2 separate regions of the Mus musculus genome follow, and region 2 is linked to region 1. The links are chromatin contacts, called in public HiChIP or PLAC-seq maps. All regions are on one chromosome and are shown on one strand. The core of a region is the stretch at or near the end of the contact, and the rest is flanking DNA. Distances in the headings are between cores, read along the strand shown.

Region 1 (7,095 bases), core at 3,575-6,074:
ATTATTATCCAAATTGGAGCCATTATATGAAAAGGCTTTTAAATTCTGCAAGATCTAAGCAAATTCATGGCCAAGGTCCATCGGAACACACACTTTCTGCTCCACAGTCAACCCTAAAAATAGACTTTTCTGATCAACAAGGTACATTGGAGCTGAGCTATGCACCTGCAGTCGGAAGTAATGTAAGAATCTTCCTATAGAAAGTTAATAGATGAGTGGGGGGAGGAAGAAGGAAAGAAAGAGGGAGAGGGAAATGGAGAGGGCTGGAGGGAGAACATGTATGTTTGTGTGTGTGTGTGTGTGTGTGTGTGTGTGTGTGTGTGTGTGTGTGCAGTTATGCACTCATGTGCACATGCTTTGGAGACCAAGCATGTTAAGCAAATATTCTATCACTGAGCAACAGCCCAAGCTTGACGGAAAAGTTCTTTTTATAATAGTAATTTATTTGTTATTGTGATAGAACTATGTCATTTCTCCCCTTTCTTATACTCCCTTCAATCCCTTCCATATATGCCTCTCTCTCTCTCTCTCTCTCTCTCTCTCTCTATATATATATATATATATATATATATATATATATATATATATATATATATTCTAAATATATAAATACAATCTGCCTATTTCATATAATGTTAATTTTCAGGGCTGACCTTTGAACAGTCTATTAGTGTGATCTACCTAAGAGAAGATAATTTCTCCAATCGCAGCATTAACTAGTTTCCTGTAGTCCCCTATCTAGAATTGAATCTTCATGGAGTTTCCCCCAACAATGTTGCTATGTCTAGTGCTGTCATCTGTGTTCATCTCTTCTGTAGGCAGCCATGTTTTCGAGACTTGAAGGGTAAAGCTTTGCTAACATTTCTAGAAGACACAATCTCACATAAAATCCCCAATTCCTCTAGTTTTTACAATTTTTCTTCCCCTTCTTCCATAATGATCCCTGAATCTTGGGTGCAGGATTTGTGTTGTAGATACACCCATTGGGATTGGGCTCTACAACTCTACATTTTGATTAGTTGTGGTTTTCTGCAAGGGTCTCTATCTGTTGCAAAGATAAGTTCCCTTGATGCAGGATGTAAATTAAACTTATCTGTGGGTATAAGGACCAAGACTTAGAATGTAGTTGGGAATATGCTGGTTTAATAAAGTGGTTGTAGGTTCTCCTTCAAGATTCATGACTTCAATAGCCCTGTGAAATTGACTAAGTTTCCAGTACCAGTCATGAATTCCCTCTTATTGAGATGGCTTCATGTCCAATTACAGAGCTATTGGTTACCACCAACATATGAGTGTGATTACTGTATCCTTAGGGTTATTGTCATGCTGGTTGGTGTTGTTTCATAGGTTTCACAGCTAGGTAGGATTATTGGTTGATCTTCTCCTTTGAGATCTTGCATGGTACCTTTGGATACAATTAAATCTTCATAATAAAGGAGGATAGGTAAGAGTCCCTTAAAAGGCAGCAACCTACAATCCTACTCTATATTCAAGCGTTTGAAAGTACAGGGATTAAAATTTGTTTTTCAGATTTGAATTTGTTACCTGTTGGGGTGATTATTTTGTGCAGTGTATAAAGATTGTCTTCATATTATGAAAGCAGAGAGTTGAGTGTAGACTGGACTTTCGTATTGTTATTCATATGGCTGCATCATATCTTGTAAATCCTCCCTCCAGCACTTTCTGATTGGTTTATTAAAGAGCTGAATGGCCAGTGGCTGAGGCAGGAAAGAATAGGTGGGACTTCTGAGCAGAAAGATAGGAACTCTGGGAGAGGGGCTTTGGTGGGAGACTAGAAAGGCAGACACTGAGGAGAGAGATTCACCAGTCATAACTGAAGAAGAGGTAACTAAGGAGCCACATGGAAGAACACAGATGAATATATATGGGTTCATTTAAGTTATTAAGAGCTAGTTAAGAACAACTAAGGCCTTAAGCATTCATACTTAATTAAAAGTCTCAGCTTATAGGGAAGCTGGCAGGTTATAGTGTGGGAAGCCACATGTGCCGTTGCAGGGTGGCTCTGGCTACTGCTGGCCACCACGCATACATAGGCAGTAAAGTTTTTTTTGCCAAGATGAGGTTTTGAGAATTAACCAATCAGATGAGAGACAAGTTAACCAATCAGATGAGAGACAAGTTAACCAATCAGATGTGAGACAAGTTAACCAATCAGATGTAGGCATGCAAATGAGGTGGTAAGCATAACCCATGAATCACCAATCCGGGTGTGAGACACGCCTCTCCTAGGCCTATATAAGCAGCACCAGTTCTGGGCTTGGGGTCTCTTCGCCTCTGCAGTCAAGCTCTCCCAATAAACGTGTGCAGAAGGATCCTGTTGCAGCGTCATTCCTGCTGGTGAGTCAGGGCTCGCGCAAGATTATAGAAAACAGAAATCATAGTTTCTCTTATCACTTGTACATGTGAAAAGTCTAGAACTTGTGACAGTCATCTAGCTATGGCCCTCAGCTAAGGGACCTCTTCTCAGTGTGCTAGAGTGCTTTCCATGCCACTTTGTTAACTCAGATCATGTTTTCCTTGGCTTTCTGACAATGAAAGGAAAAATAAGGCTGAGACATTTTTAAAGATAAGAAAGATAAGAACTGCTGTGGTTTTTACCTAGGACTTCCTTTAAGGACCAAATGTGAAAGGTGGTGGTCTCCAAAAAACACCTGGAAAAGGAGGGGGAAATGGGATGTGAATATGAGAATAGAGAGGCATCCCTTCATCCTAGAAGCAGTCAAAGCAGAGAAGCAAGAACTCCATTGATATTACCAGTTTCCTAAGGCCTCTACCTTTTCCAGTATGCAAAGCTGATATTTTCCCATTAGAAGCCTCATTCATAGGAAGGCACATATAACCAATTCCCTTGGGCAACCCTAATGGCTTCTTAACTGACCCCTTCCAACGCATCTCCAAAGCCAAGCTGTAATCAGTTCCCAATATCAAGGAAGTAAACAGGAGTAGAAGAAAGATAGAGGACCCAGAAACCCAGTGAGCACCGAAGCTTCTGAAATCCTACATTCTGTGAGATGCATTTCTTTCTTTGCAAAGTTTGGACTCATCCTTTTGGCTATGTCTTGATTTCTTATGAATGTCTATTTTCCTCTTAATCCCCATAGTTAAAACTATATTAAAATACCTTTAATAATCAGTGGAAAGAGAAGCCCATTGGTCTTGCAAACTTTATATGCCTCAGTATAGGGGAACGCCAGGGCCAAGAAGTGGGAGTGGGTGGGTAGGGGAGTGAATGGGGGAGGGTATGGGGGACTTGGGATAGCACTAGAAATGTAAATGAAGAAAATACCTAAAAAAAAAAATCTCCACACTGTTTCAAGTACTGGCTATTCTTGATATTTTTTTTTCAGCATCAAAACCATGAATCCCCGTTTAGACTAAGTAGAAGGTCCTAAGACAGTAGAGGAACACAGGCTTCTGAGGGTAGCAGTGTGGAGCTATGTCTCTGTGCATTTACTACTGACACTCAGCTCACAATTGTGGAGATTAAAAGCTGACAATCAGGTACCATCATGAGCTAGGCCTCTAAGGATGGTCTAATAGTGGTATGACAAGCTCATTGGCCTGACATTCAGACTCCACATGACTGTATAGAAAGTCAGAGGGAGCACATTTAGATTTTACATGGCCAGAGAGGAAGCCAGGTCTCACTGTCTTAGTATAATTCACATCTGTAGGATCTAGGTAGGGGAAGGAGGTAGGATACCATTCTGTGATTTTATAGCCTTCCACAAGGTTCCAACCCCTGCCACCATCACCACACTGAGCAGTCCTGGGTACACAGACTATGACAGATGTTTTTATCTTCTTTTTTCATTTATTTTACCTGTCAACATTTGAGATTTTATTCCTGGCCTTAAAGCTATACATTTCTGGGCTGGAGAGATGACTCAGCAGTTAAAAGCACTGACTGTTCTTCCAGAGGTCCTGAGTTCACTTCCCAGTAACTACATGAAGGCTCTCAACCATTTGTAATGGGATCTGATGCCCTCTTCTGGTGTGTCTAAAGAAACAGTGTACTCACATAAAATAAATAAATAAATCTTTTTTTAAAAATTTAGACATTTCTTCAGAAACAGAGGCATGATCAAAAAAATAAAAACGTTCTAAGTAGTTGTAAAGAACCATAAACTATTAGAATGACACACAATTGCATTGCAAAATGTAGAGTAGAGGCTCAGGGTTTACCTAATACTTCTCAGCATTATGGAAGAGGGGAGGAAGGCCCAGAAGAGTCCTTGGAGCAGACCAAGGGTAAGATTTTTTGATGTCCATTTAGGATCTTTGTGCCCATCTGAACTAACTGCTGGGACTCACAATAGATCAGTCCTTATGACAGTGTGGTGTTCAATGCCAGTGCTCTGGACTCTCAATGGCTCCCACTGGTAATGTTTCAAAAGGATTTTAAGCCTAAATATTAGCAAAAAGACCTCATTTCTAACCATTTAGGAACAAGTCTTTTGTAGAATGGAGATCAGCACTCGGCAAATTCTCCTCATGAGGAACCAAGAAGTAAGTATTTCAAGCTCCAGTGGCCATGTGGTCTCTGTCAGCACCAAAGACAGCCACCAACAAACTTAAGTATATGTGTGGTTACATGTCCTAATAAAACTTTATGAGTTGCATAGGAAGGCAAATTCCATACAATTTTAGTTTCATAAAATACTATTCTTTGATTTTTTTTGTATTACTTCAAAACAAATTTACACTAAAGTCACGAGCCAAAACAGAATTTCCATTGGTACAAAGATAAGAGTGTGATGCAAGGAGCTGCCTGGCTCCATCACTAACAACAATTCTCCTTCAAGCTTCAATGTCCTTGTCTGTCAAAAAAGGAAAGGGATGCCGACATTTTATTTTAAACATAAGAGAGATGAGCTATGTCACATTGTTCACAAGGAACAACTTCCGAACACTATCGATGATGTGGTGGGGGGGAAGAGGAGAGGAGACTCCATTGTGTGAGAGAGTCAGATCATCTATTTAATCTTGCCTGATGCCGTGTGGTGCCATGAATTTCCAACTCCAGTGAACAGCTTTTGCTATTTATCTTTAGGGGTATGCAAAGATATCCTGGGACTTTTAATAGACTAATATTCCCTCTTTGCTTACTCTCTTTAAAATAGTTCATTATTTGGTTGGTTGGTTGAGTGACTTGTGTGTGTGTGTGTGTGTGTGTGTGTGTGTTCCCATAAGCATGTCATAGCATGTATGTGATCAGAGGACATTTTGTTTGTAGGAGTCCATTTTATGTTCTTGTTTCAGGTGCCTTTCTCCAGTGAGCCCTTGCTCTGGCCCCTTGCTACTTCGCTCTTTATGATATTCTGTTTGCATACTGAGTTATCACATTAGGCCTCAGCCAATTCTGTCCTCTAGACCTGAGTACCATATTATACAACTTTAATCTTATCTGAGACCCAAAATTCAAGCTTTTTCTTCTCTATTTTGTTAATTAAGCACATCACTCATGAGCATGGCTATAGGTTTTGTCTTAGGGTTTCTGTTGCTGCACTGAAAAACCATAACATAAAACCAAGTTGGGGAGAAAAGGAATTATCTGGCTTACACATCAACATCAGTGCTCATCATTGAAGGGAGTCAGGATAGAAGCTCAATCAAGGCAGGAGCTGATGAAGAGGCCATGAAGGGGTGCTGTTTACTGGATTGCTTTCTTTAGATAGAACACAGGACCACCACCTCAGTATGGCACTACCCACAATGGGCTGGACCCACCCCCATCAATAGCTAATTAAGAAAATGCCTTACAGCTTTGTCTTGTGGAAGCATTTTCTCAGTAAAGGTTCTCTCCTTTGAGATAACACTAACCTGTTTGTCAGTTGACTTAAGACCAGCCAGCACAGATTTCCAGCTCTTACACCAGCTGAGTCAGCAAACATTCTGCAACAGTGATTCCTCCTACCAGTATCTTCACTGTCACTGAAAGCTCGGAGGAATGGCTCTGCATCTGACTTCCTTTCTATATGCCATCTTTTATCAACACTCCAATACTGAAGGTTACCAAAATCAGATCTCCAACTTAGAGGGCTGATATAAAAAACTCCAGAATGAAAACATATTGCTTCCCCTTTATTTCTTCTTATAGAAAAGGATAATGTTTAAGGAAAGTCAAAATATTCTAAAACAAACAATATGCTTCTTAAAACTAACGACACTCATGACTCTCGACCTCCATAGCACATGAGTTTTTGTGCTCTGTGCCCCTGATACCCGTGAGTGCTGGTGGCATTTGCAGTTCCAGAAGGTGGCAGTTTTTGCTTTAAAATTCATTTCCCAGACCTGCATTCACAGTCCTAAGCCTAGTAAAAACTAGAGAACATTTGTTGAACAAGTGTCCGTGCTAAAGTCTACAAGAACTGCAAAGCAAAACATTACATCTCTAGTACCCACTAACTTGCAATCCATGTCCTGCTTTTCTCCAGAACTCAGTTTCATTTGGAGAGTAAAATGAAAGAGTTTAGCCAGTGAGTCTTCAGGTTTTCATTGGCTCTTTTCAGTAGCTGTATCAGCAAACATAGAGGGTGTTGTTCAAGCAGGGCACAAGTAGCTTTCTACTTGTGAATGTCTCTTGCTGGAGAGACACCATAGGGAAATTTTTTGAGGAATGGAATTTCCATTTTTCATGGATTCTGCTGGTCTTGTCCTTAATAAGTAAACATGATTGTGCCTTTTGCACCACACCACGCCTATGCTACACGGGGTTTAAAAATTACAGTTTTTCAAGTTTGAAAGAATAAGGACAAATCAGGTCTACCTTGTGACATAAAAACATTGTTAGAAACAAAGTGTTATGTTGAAAACGTGACAAAGAAACATTTACTCAAACATTTTTAAAAATAAACTAGTTCAGTTTAAGTGAAAGGCCTATTAACCATCAAGGCTTTGGCTCCATCATGTGGCCGTTTGGATTTATTTTACTTTAGTGTTCATAAGATTTTTTGTTTTGTTTTGTTTTGTTTTCAAGATAGGGTTTTTCTATGTGGTCCTGGCTGGCCTGGAACTCTCTCTGTGGAGCAGACTGGTCACCAACACTGAGATCCACCTGCCTCTACCTCCCAA
Region 2 (6,432 bases), core at 1,499-3,998, 420 kb before region 1:
TAATTTATTTATTACTCCTTTATCCAGTATTCACAGTAGCCGGAGAAGCAAGCTTTATAATTGTCCCCATCTCAGAGGAAAAAAAAAATGAGAAAGGTTAAATGATTGTTTTTTTCACTCATTCTTTCCCCCCTTACACACACACACACACACACACACACACACACACACACACACCCCATACATACACCACACACAGAGAAAATACAAATACATCACACATACACAACACACACGTGCGCACACAACAGACACACAAAAACATATACATACACACATGCACACTGTATACATACACACACTACATACATATATACACATATACAATACAAACACACACCCGACACACAAACACCACACAAACACATACATGTGTGCCACCCCCCAACACACACACACACACACACACACACACACACACACCACAACTATCTACATCACCACCACCATTGTTATCACTCACCATTCTTTTGGAATAAAGAAAGAGTCACTGATACACTTTGCAAAAGTAAATTGCTAGAAAGTAGAGACCACCAAATTAACTCAAAACTAAACACTGCAGAGGGTAGTTAGGGTTAATCAGCTTCTATTCCTATTTAATTATGACTCATTTCAGTTGATGTTTCTGAAGAAGAGGGGCAAAGGGTGGACTAGATAATTGTTCTAAAATATACTGCCTGGGGCATCAGTATTACATCAGGGAGAATTCATTCATGGAAAATTAGAAAAAGTAATTGCCTATCCTAAATATTTCAGATTGTTATAAAGAGAAATCTCAACAAAGAATGATGTAGGTGTGCTCTACATCAGGGAACCCAGAAAGTCAAGCTGCATGTAAGTATCCATAAGAACTTCCCAACCTTTGCAGGAAACCCTGGAAACAAAAAGAATTAAGAGAGACAGGACCAATGACTCCAAGCTCCTCCCATCAATCTGATTCCTCTTGCCCAGTCATCTTCTTGTTCTTGTTCTTTTGGCCTCTTGGTTTAGTGATGTGAGTTCTGCTGCCCTCTGGACACTGGTGTGCACTTTGGCTTCAGTGTTGGGAGACTGTATTGGTGTTCAAGAAGATCCTTTAAGATTAGGGGAGTGGGGGGAAGGGTATGGAGGACTTTTGGGGTAGCATTGGAAATGTAAATGAAGAAAATACCTAATTAAAATAAAATAAAATTAAATTTAAAAAAAAGATTCCCAAATCTAACCTGAACAGTGATTGAACAATTATCTTGGCCATTCCAATTCAATCTTGTTGGGATAGTCTGCATGCTGCTCTGCTATCTGCCTGATGAGAAGATTCTGTGTAAAGCTTCCAACATTCACAGGCCTTCTTTCAGGCTTTACATCACTCTTCAGATGCTCTGCTGAGGTCCCATATTTTCCTAGCTATCTTTTCATCCATCACTCTAGATGTGGAAAACAAGATCGTGATCTTGTGGTCATCTTAGCCACATAGTACATACTGTCATTCTGTCACTTCTGAAACATGCCCTTTCTTTGCTGTCTTCCAGTCTTGTATGTTGAAAAGATGAGCTTCCTGTAGATACTGTTGGCCAGTACCAATTATTGTGAGTTTGTTTACAGTTCTTGAAGCAAGAACATCAGAAGTGTTCAGGTATAGAGCCCATGGAGCACACTCCCAGACCCACCTGTGCTCTCAGTAACTGGATAACATTCAATAGTCCCTCTGGCAAGCATACTGAATTATGTCCCTTACACTATGGCACCAATGGAAGGGAAAACACACAACACAAAAGTGATGAGATCAAGTAAACACTAGATTGTGATCAGACTTTACAGAACAGCCCTTCATGAGGGGGCAAAATAGCTTCAGAATTTAGACCCATGGCACCACTTCCAACAATAAACAGATGGATCTAAAGTCCTGAATCCCACTATGATCAGCCAAACCCATGGCTCCCCTGGGGTCTGAAGGCGAAGTAATGCATGATGGGAAATGCCTGTGATTCTAGGTGGAACCCTGAGGTAATGTACCAGTCACCAGGTCACTGTGACCATGACTTTACTGACCTTTTTGACTTTGAATTGTAGTGGTGATAGATTCTGAGATTTTTTGGGGGGGATAGTCACAGGATTCCTAACAGTAGCATATGCCTGTCCACATGCCCATGTAATACCAACCCTCATGCCTGCTGGCTTCTCTAAGTTGGTCCTTGGGGAACACTTTCAGTGTCAGCTCACTAACCCTGTCTTTTACAATTCTTGGCACTCTATTTTGTACATTTGAGAAGAAATAAAAGTGCTAACCCAGCTTGATGAGCCCTGTGTGGTTCTGGTTCTCTACATTGAGCGTTGGTTTTTTTGTTCCTGGAATAAAAATGATCCAGAAGATTTTACAGCCATTGAAACATTTGTTCGCTGTGCTGAGAACTTAAGAGGACATTCTAAAATGGTTTTCAAAATGTTTTTATGATGATGACATCAGCTGATATGAGTTTACTGTCTCTTGAGGCAAAGATCTTGAAAGCATTAGTGCTCTATTGCCAGCCCATGTCATCTTTGTTTGGCCCTCAATGGGACACAATTCCGGGTGTTTTATTCACCCTCAAAACACTTCGTTTCAAAGGGAGTTTAAACACTGTATAATAAACAGTAAAATTCAGGAGCAGAAAAAAATGAAAATGTAGGTGAGACAAGAAGGAAGTGAGAAACAGTCTTACAGAAAGCAACACTGCAGCCACAGTGTGAACCACAGTGTGACACCCATGGGAAAGGGAAACCAAGCCGCAGCCATGAGACAGGAAGAAGCCGGCTGCTGGGAAAGAATGACGTCACTTTCAGCAGTTACTCTTTTCTGGTAGAACGGGGAGGGTCAGACACGTTTTCTTCAGAAAAAAAAAAGAAAAGAAAAAAAAGAATGGAAAAATGGTTCCAATCAGTTCTGTCTCAGTGCCAGAAGGAATGAGACCCATGCTGCTGCACATCAGGTCAGTCCACAGGATGTGGCTGCATCCTTCACAGCTTTCTAAATGCAGAAGCTTTGAATCAGTAAGCCTGCTTTTAGTGAAATACAGTTTCAAGTCCAATTATGATGATATACACCTGTAACTCCATCAGGAGCTGAGACAGGAGGGCCACTTCTCCAAGATAACTCCTTCAGTGAACACAGGACTCCTAAAGTCAACACAGCCATGGAGGTTGCATGAGAGAACTTGCCCAAACCATGAAGCCTTGAGCCTTACCTTTCTTGGCATTTTAAGCACAAAAAAAAAAAAAAAAAAAAAAAAAAAAAACCATATCCTGGTCAGAACACTTCAGTTAACAAGAGCAGTTAGCAAGAAGTAGAACTGCAGGAGCAAAAAAGCAGTTAGTACATTTGTGGCTTTTCCAGCCACATCCCTGGACCATTGATGTAACCTTTGTATCTATTTTGTGAGGTGGTTTAGGTCTAAGTTCTTGTGTCAGATGTCCCCGCCTATGTTCTGAGTTCCAACACCTGAATGGGTTTCTGTCATTGCAATAGTTGTGCTAAGGTCTGGGAGCATGTTAGTTATATCATAAGCATGAGTCCAGCCTGAGGTACATATCCTGCCTCATGATATCAATCAAATAATAATAATAATAATAATAATAATAATAATAATAATAATAATAATAATAATAATTCAATTGAGAATACTTAATTTTGAATAATATAAATACCACTAAGAAAAGTAATTTGTAAATAATCCCCAAACTCATTTGATCGAGTCAATTGTGAACTAATAATTAATAGTTAAGATGTAAGGATTGTTACTCCCAAATATTTTTAACATAGAATATATGACATATCTCCTCCTCTCTGAGAGATATGAGGCTGCACTATCTTATTACATACCTCTGAAGATTTCAGCTAAGTCACACACATCTAATGATGCTGGTCAGGAGTCATCTCCACACAGTGGACATGAGAGCTGGAAATTGTTAGGTACATGATAATGTTTGAGACAAGGTGGGCAAACTAAAGAATGATTAAAAAGTATCATTAAATCAGCTCTCAGAAAACGATTCTAAAATTCATTGTCATTCATTTTTTTCTGTTTGCTCCATGGGGTCTGACTCCTTGCATCCAGTCTTCTATTTGTTGATTCTAGTGACAGCTTACAGTGTTAGTTTCGAAACTAGTTCATGATTCTTCATAGTGTGTGCAATATAGATTCTGAGCTCCTCCATGCTCTGTCTGAGAATGCTGTGTCTGTTCCCATTCATTATGGGGAGGAGAACGTATGTGGTTAGTTTTGGTAGCTACAGGCTCTTCTGGCAGTGACAATATCCTGGTGATTCTTCTAAGTCCAAGAAATCCCACTCACTGCATTGTGTATGGCTGATGGGAAAGAGAGCCAGAGTTCCCTGGCCTTCCCTGCTGTGGCACCTAACATGTGGGATTTTCTGTACTGGCTATCCTGGTGCTGAGTCCTCTGGCTGATCCTGATTTGTTCCAGGAAAACTACCTCATTTTCATTGTAGGATGAAGGTTTCCCAATCCTCTGCCATCTGAGGTGATGGCGAGTGTTTCCTCTGATGTATTACCTGGCCAGTGGATATCTATGGTCTCCCTAACTTGTTAAAATTTGACTTTGATTACTGTGTCTTGTGTCACTTCTAGACATTTGCAACAGAAATGACAGACAGCTCACAGTGTGTGTTCAGCTCATTCCCTGTAACTATATTGTGGAAACTGAACTCAGTATTCCAGGATGGAACATCAGATCACAACAAAGAGCTTTTGCATCATCAGACTACTGGTTTTTCTAATATATAAGCAGATTTTCCTCTCTTTTTATTTTATCTACAGAATTCTGTAATTCTGTTCGTGTTTGTATTTGTCCATGTCTGCTGCCATGGCAAAATACTCTAGACTGTGTTTTATGAAGAAAGGAGTTTATTTTTTCTCATGGACTTGGAAACTGAAAGTCAGAATCCTCCATCCTACTATGTTTGGCGTCCAAAGGCCTTCTTCTCTCACTCCAGCTATTTTAGGGCATGAAAAAATGGAAAGTGCCACATGAAGTCAGGGCCAAGTTTTTGGAACTGATCTTTCAAAAATGAAAATATATCCCTGAAGAAAAGCATTAATTTTTCTCAAAGATATAATCAACCCCACTGGCTCTTTCTCTTCACTGTTCCCTACTTCTCAGAATAGCTATGGAGGAGCATTCTAGCACAGGGACATTGCAGGAAAGTTTAAGCCACATCTAAGCCATAGGGCCACAAGCCTTAATACAGCTTAGTATTTGTCAACTGTCAGTCAGTGCTTTTTGCCATAACTGTATGTGGGCTTCTCTTCGATTACAGTTTTCAACCAATTCCTGTCAGAATGTAAGGTAAGCTATTGATTTCAATATTCACTCTATAACTGACCACCTGGGTCAGCACTCTTATTTTCCTCTAATAATTTTTCAATTGATTCTCCTAGAGTTGTCGGGGAGACAATCATGGAAAGATACCCAACATGTGATACTACTTTCATCAAATGCTTGTAATTAGAATAAATGTAAAAACAAAGAAATGAGAAACAGTAGGTATCTCCATAAATGGGAAAATAAGAAATTAAGTAAGTTAGGATGGACAGAAGTAAAGCACTCCAACGCTTTGGAAGTAAGTATGAACACAAAGATACCACATACAAAAAAGGATGCAAGGTAGTGTACCTATATTAACATAATTTTGTCACTCATTCTTACCTAAACTTACTTATTTTGTGCATATGCAAAAGAAATGAAGCCATAGAGCTCCAGGACTGAATATTTGACACAGTCATCTCCCTGGAAATTTTTTTTTCTATAATGCCAACAACGAAAGGGAATATTTATTTATTTATTTATTTATTTATTTATTTAGACATGTATAACCTGCTGGTCTAGTATCACTCAGAGTTACAACCACCTCTGACTTAGCCTAATGTGGCAACTCACAGTGACTATGGTTCTCTGCAGGGGCCCTGCATAAGATTGGGCAATTAGAAATTCTAGCATAGACTGAAGGAGCTCCTAAGACCCCACTGATAGCAATCAGCATATTGATGGTTACTAGGGCAAGGGGAGTCACTTTTCCATGGAGCAGTTACTACTGGGAGACCCCCACTTCCCAATGGCTAACCTCACACCCATGTATATATAAGCAGCATTATCTGGATTCTGTGGATTAAAAATAAACAAAATTTAGAGGGATGGGGCTCTTGGGGAATTGGAGGTGAGGGATGAAGATAAACATGATCAGGATATGTTATGCACATCTATGAACTTTTCTAAGAATACATATTTTAAGAAGTATTTTACTGGTTATTAAGAATAGTCAGCTGAATGTGGCAAATTGCCTGTAGTAACTTCACAATCATACAGTCTATCAGAAATTCAAGACTCTTGCCATGGTTTAAAAAAAAAATCCTTCTGTGGATTTAAGAAACATCTGCAAGCAAGCTCCACAGCAGGGGGC

The links. HiChIP or PLAC-seq counts read pairs in DNA pulled down with a chosen protein or histone mark.
Region 2: a contact with region 1 is called in a RAD21 HiChIP or PLAC-seq map of pro-B cells, with 10 times the contacts expected there. The contact joins two enhancer-like sites. A contact is called at or near these places in 1 of 39 promoter capture datasets (the C10 cell line), 2 of 15 datasets of contacts at CTCF or cohesin (large pre-B cells and pro-B cells), 5 of 484 Hi-C or Micro-C datasets (CD8 T cells, cerebellum, double positive thymocytes and 1 more) and 1 of 115 datasets of contacts at active chromatin or transcription factors (large pre-B cells).

The regions. Positions count from the first base shown.
Region 1 is chr14:16,189,792-16,196,886 of GRCm38.p6, forward strand. No RefSeq gene overlaps it. Among named protein-coding and RNA genes, the nearest start is that of Oxsm, 50 kb to the right of the region's middle. Within about 2 kb of position 4,825, at least 16 of the 459 cell types and tissues checked have an H3K27ac peak or open chromatin away from gene starts, as enhancers often do. A contact at or near this core is called in double positive thymocytes and pro-B cells, where this site is marked.
Region 2 is chr14:15,767,278-15,773,709 of GRCm38.p6, forward strand. No RefSeq gene overlaps it. Among named protein-coding and RNA genes, the nearest start is that of Gm31804, 4.6 kb to the right of the region's middle. Within about 2 kb of position 2,749, at least 67 of the 459 cell types and tissues checked have an H3K27ac peak or open chromatin away from gene starts, as enhancers often do. A contact at or near this core is called in double positive thymocytes and pro-B cells, where this site is marked.